2 separate regions of the Mus musculus genome follow, and region 2 is linked to region 1. A link is a contact called in public HiChIP or PLAC-seq data. All regions are on one chromosome and are shown on one strand. Each heading gives the region's core, a stretch centred on a gene start, on an enhancer-like site or on the middle of the called end of the contact. The rest is flanking DNA. Distances are from core to core; before and after follow the strand shown.

The links. HiChIP or PLAC-seq counts read pairs in DNA pulled down with a chosen protein or histone mark.
Region 2: an H3K4me3 HiChIP or PLAC-seq map of bone marrow-derived macrophages shows a contact between it and region 1, with 4 times the contacts expected there. The contact joins two enhancer-like sites. A contact is called at or near these places in 2 of 115 datasets of contacts at active chromatin or transcription factors (bone marrow-derived macrophages and pancreatic cancer cells).

Annotation. Positions count from the first base shown.
Region 1 is chr11:53,848,785-53,851,476 of GRCm38.p6, forward strand. It overlaps Gm12216 (predicted gene 12216), which reads right to left. Exons shown (of 4, transcript NR_033332.1): 2 at 1,221-1,326. Among named protein-coding and RNA genes, the nearest start is that of Gm12216, 9.1 kb to the right of the region's middle. Within about 2 kb of position 1,302, at least 91 of the 459 cell types and tissues checked have an H3K27ac peak or open chromatin away from gene starts, as enhancers often do. A contact at or near this core is called in bone marrow-derived macrophages and pancreatic cancer cells, where this site is marked.
Region 2 is chr11:54,235,875-54,238,566 of GRCm38.p6, forward strand. All of the region lies in intron 4 of Gm12223 (a long non-coding RNA gene), which reads left to right. Among named protein-coding and RNA genes, the nearest start is that of Csf2, 13 kb to the right of the region's middle. Within about 2 kb of position 1,302, at least 35 of the 459 cell types and tissues checked have an H3K27ac peak or open chromatin away from gene starts, as enhancers often do. A contact at or near this core is called in bone marrow-derived macrophages and pancreatic cancer cells, where this site is marked.

The sequences.
Region 1 (2,692 bases), core at 52-2,551:
CTTGATTTACAAAATACCTCTTTCTTCCAACCATAAAAACCTCACTCTTTTTTTGTTTGTTTGTTTTTTGTTTTTCAAGACAGGGTTTCTCAGTATAGCCCTGGCTGTCCTGGAACTCACTCTGTAGACCAGACTGGCCTCGAACTCAGAAATCCACCTGCCTCTGCCTCCCAAGTGCTGGGATTAAAGGCGTGCAGCACCACCGCCCAGCAAAACCTCTCTCTTAAGCAGGGTGTTTGGTAAAATTAAGATCCAACATTCCAGCTGAGTGTCTGGAATTCCATAGGATGAAGACAGTGTGGAGCAAAGCTGACCCAGGTTGGGGCTGAGCAACAGGGACCACCAAGGTTGCTGCTGATGTCACAGGAACCTTCTCAGGTGGGGACTTAAAGGGATCGCAGCTGAGGGACAGTCATCACACCAAGCCCAGCAGGTGAAATTCAGGGAGGGCGGGTAGAAGGAAGGAGGGGTGCAGTGACTTTGGCATGAAAAGGCAGAGGTAATCTCAACAACAATACAACATTTGGTAGAAACACTAACAAAATGGGATTAAAAAAAAATAGACCACCAGCCCATTCAAGTCCACTGAGTTTTCTTTAAAGCGTTATTTTTTGTGCCTGTGCATGTGCACAGCTGTGTGTGTGTGTGCCATGAGAGGCCCGAGGAACACATCAGTCTCTGGAGCTGGAGTTCCAGGGGTGGGTTATGAGCTAGGAACGGAACTCATGTCCTCTAGAAAGAAAAGGATGTGTTCTCCACCCGCAAGCATTCGCAGCCCCTGAGGTCTCTCCAGCCCCTCAAAGGACTGAAGCACAAATAAGGTCTTAGGGTAAGTAAGCTATTAAACTAATGGGTTGTGGGTGGGGTGATCAAGGGAGTAGTCTGGCCTTAGGGCTGACAGAAATCGGGATCTGGTGAGCCAGGATAAGTCCCCAGTGGACCCTGAAGCACTACAGAGCAGCTGTGAGAGCGACTAAAGAGCCTAGCACAGATACCTCACACTCCAACATACCACACACCTGCTGAGCTACTGGGGTGCACTTTCCCCACTCCCACCCGGAGTCCTTCATTCCCTGCAACATTAAAAAGATAGCTGGTTTCACAGATTATGGTTTTGTAGACGAATTGTGAATATCAACTAACAACTCCAACACAGAACACATGTGGTTCACATCAGCGCCTACAATCTAACGCAGGAGGCTGCAAAAGCTCACACTCACTCGGGGCTGGCTTCCAGGCAAGTCTTCAGAAGGAGGGAGTCCATTTTCTTCTTTCTTGGCTGTCCAGCCTCCTGACATCACAAGGAGGCCCGGGGCATGCTGCCACCTGCAGGCCAGACATAGAAACACTTAAGACTGACCCAGAGCACTCAGCTAAAGCCACCCACCAAAGCAAGCTCTTCTGGCCCTCCCTACCTCCCTGCCCTTTCTATTTTATTTTATTTTATTTTATTTTATTTTATTTTATTTTATTTTTATTTTGAGACTGGGCTGTGTAGCGCTGGTTGGCCTGGAACTTGCTTTGTGGACCAGGCTGGCCTCAAACCCACAGAGATCTGGATGTCTCTGCCTCCAGAGATTAAAAGGCACAGGCCACCACACCTAGCTGCTGTTTAAATTTTATTTTTTAGACCTTGATATCAAAGCTGGCCTGAAACCTGTGATCCCCCTGCCTCATCCTACGAAGTGCTGAGACTGGGGGTAAGTGCCGCAACATCTGGCAAGTATAAACATTAAAAAAATATTACATGTATGTATTCGTCGACTTGGGAGGGGAGTGTGTGTGTTGGCATGTATGCTCTACAGCGTGTGTGTGGAAGTCAGAGGACAACTTTCAGGAATTTGGTCTTTCCTTCTACTCTGTGGGTCTTGGGGATTGAACTCAGATTATCAGGGTAGAAGAGAAGTGCCTTTACCCCACTGAGCAAGCTTGCCAGTCCCATCCAATTTTTCTTTCTTTTATTTTTCTCCCCCTAACCCCAAGATAAGTCTTTCTACATAGCCTGGCTATCACAGAACTCACTGTATAGACCAGGCTGGCCTCCAACTCAGAGATCTACCTGCCTTAGCCCTCCAAGAGCTAAGATTAACACACCAACCCACAGACATTTCTTAATGACAGCAGCTAACCCACACGCAGCTGTAGACCACATGCTTGGCTTTTATTCATTTATTGAATCCTCAGAGCAACAGGTGAATGTTTTTTAAAAGGTCTCCACCAGTCAGCCTAATGTCAAAATTAGGCTGGGTGATTAAAATGAAGAATGGGGATATCAGCTGATTTCAAAGAGGTTGGTGAGAAATGGAAACCTGGAGATGCTGAGTACCCTGGAGGCTGTTCCCACATCTTCACGAATACAGCACCGCCCTGGTATTTGGGGTGAGAGATGCATACACACAAGATAAATTTCTCCTCTCAGGGCTTCCACTCTACTACTAGAGGTAACACAGGAAAGATGGTAAATGCGGAGCAGGAGCTACACAATGGCTCAGTGGGTAAGTACCTGCACAGGAGCAAGCAAGCAAGCAAGCAAGCAAGCAAGCAAGCAAGCAAACAAGCAAGCATCAAGACCTGAGTTCGATTCCCCAGAACTCATGTAAAGCCAGGTGCAGTGGTGCATGCATCTATACTCCAAACGCTCCTATGGGGAAGCAGGAGATGAGACAGGAGAATCACCAGAAGCTCACAGGCC
Region 2 (2,692 bases), core at 52-2,551, 390 kb after region 1:
CCCAGCCTGAGGCAGGCAGCTGGATCCTGAATTTAACATAACAGTCTCTTCAAAGCAGAGAAGTCTCACCCCTTACCAGAGGGGTGTGTGTGTGTGTGTGTGTGTGTGTGTGTGTGTGTGTGTAGTGTGTGTATTAGTGTGTATTAGTGTGTATGTGCTGCATGACTGTGTGCATGAATATGTGTCCATGCATGCATGCATGTATGTGCATAAATGTGTGTACACACATGTATGTATGTATACTTGTTGGGAGCATTACAAACCTGGATAGAGGGGCCTCCAAGAGTTTCTTAGTGTATCTGATCACTGTATCCAAAGGGGAACCTTTAAGCCTTCTGTATTCAGAGACAGAAGAACTGTTATGTATTTATTAATGGTGCCTGACCCCAAACTATCCCAGTGAGAGAAAGAACCCAAAGGCTAGAGAAGTCATTCTACTGGGTAAAGAGGAAGGGGGACTGTGAGTTATCCTGCTGCCACGTCATTTCTGATGGTGCTGTGACTCTAGCTGCCTGCGGAGCCTCCCCTCTCCGCTCTGTCTTTTATGCCAGAAACTCTGTCTCATCAGCCATTTTTTCTGTTGTTTTGATAAGTTACTGCCCAAGTTCCCAAATGACCTCTCCCTCTGACCCTTCCAGCTTGGCTTCCTACTGTGTCTGTCTATCTGTCCACCTAGCTGTTCCTGCCAGGAGCCCTAAGCTTTATCTGTTTCTCATTCACTGTCATGGACTTCTGATAGCCACCATCTGCTTCCCTGTGACTGGTAGGCCCTCAACCTGCTGGGCTCGAAAGGAAGATGCTCCTTCCCACCATGGGGACTCATCTTAGCCTGGAGACCTAGATCATGTCCCTTCAGTTTGCTCCCAGAGCTCCAGTGTCTGTCTGTCCATGATACCCACAGGCAGAGCAGCCTTTGGAGTAGCCATGCCCAGGCATAACAGGAAGTACATAGTTCCTCTGATTTCTGCACTGGATGGGATGTACTTCAAGGGAGATTTGAATCCATGACGGGGTGCTACTGTCTATCAGACCCACAGTCCTGTCCCAAGGCTTGGTAGAGGGCAGAACCTTCTGTTTCAGTTTAGGTCTGGAAAAGACCAACAGAATTAGCTCAGACATAACCCCCATGGGGGGAGAGACCTGTGTTGGAAGCCAGGCTTTCTTAGGGTGTGGGGAGAAAGGGGACTGTGAGTTACGCTGGTGTTATGTCATTTCTGACTTGGAGCTACGGCCCTAGTAGCAATCAACATCTCTCCCATCACCCCTCCCTGCACATGACCTCACCCTGGGTAGAGGAAAAGGCTGGGCAAGTGCCAAGATCTTTAGCCTGAGAGCTTGGGGCTGCCCCAGCTTCTAGGCTGGAGGAAGTATGAGAGATTGCCAAAGACCTGGGTTTCTCTCCATCCTGCTGCTTCCTTTGAGGTGGTTCCCAAATCCACCAAGTGGGGAAAAGACTTAGCTTCTGTGGGCCCTGGTCCAGAGCATCTTCAGGGCCCACCTTTCACATGGATAACAGCATCCTGCCCATGCTCTGAGTACCTTTTAGGACTCCCGGGAGGCTTTGCCTCTCTCTGTCTCTCTATCTCTTTCTCTGTGCGTGTGCCTGTGCCTGTGCCTGTGTGCGTGCGTGCGTGCGTGCGTGTGTGCGTGTGTGTGTGTGTGTGTGCATGTGTGTGTGCACCTGTGCGTGTGCATTCTCACTCACCCTGAAGTGTGAATGTGGAGGTCAAAGGACATCTTTGTCTTCTTCCACCACATGGGTCCTTGGGAACTAATTTCAAGTCATCATTCTTGGTAGCAAGCACTTCTGCCTGCAGAGCCATCTTGCCAGCCCACAAAAGAGCATTTTCTAAACCTCAGAAGCTTTATGTGACCTCTCCTGCTCTATTTCCCTAAGACCCGTGAGTGTTTCTTCAGATTAGAGGAAGCAAAAGGCTTACTTCATCACTGGGAAATAGCCATATCTGGGACCTAGAAGGTGAGGGCCATCCTCAGACCTGAGGGACGGGATGGAAACCCCCCATCCTTAGAAGAACAGGTAACAGTGCACCTTTGGGACCAGAAACAACCTCCAGAGTGGATGTTGAGGAAAAGGTACCAAATGGGTCATCTCCCGCCTCTCTGGATCTTACTCTGTCTCGCTGGGAGCCGGATGCCAGCTAATTGGCTGGGGTGCATTCTAGGCAGATGGGCAGGTGAGCAGAACTGTGGCTGGCTTCTGTTCCTGGGCTCAGAGCTGGTGTGAGGGAAAGTGTGGGGGCAGAGTAAGAGAGCAGTGTCTTGTGTCAGAGTGACACAAGTGACAGTCCCCTAAGATGTGACCACCTCCACCACCAAGAGTTCCACAGTGCCTGCCACAGTCCGTGACAGCCAAAAGGCCCTCTGTAAATACTTTCAGGGCAAATTTATGGGTGGCAGATGTAGAGAGCAGAAGAAGAGATGAGTCTGTGGAATGTCGGGTGTCTGCATGTGTGAGGTGGGTCAAGGTAAAGTCATAAGGACAGAGGTAAAAAAGGCTGGGAAAGTGAGCATGTAACAGGCCACAGCAGGGCACTGACAGGAGACTGACCACTAGGCTTCCAAGAGGAACACAGGTGAGTGTCCAGGGTCTCTGTTCCTTGGCCTGGTCTCTCTACATTGGGTAGAAGCAGACTATTTCCTGGAGTCTCCCAAAGGCTCTGAGGCCCGAGTT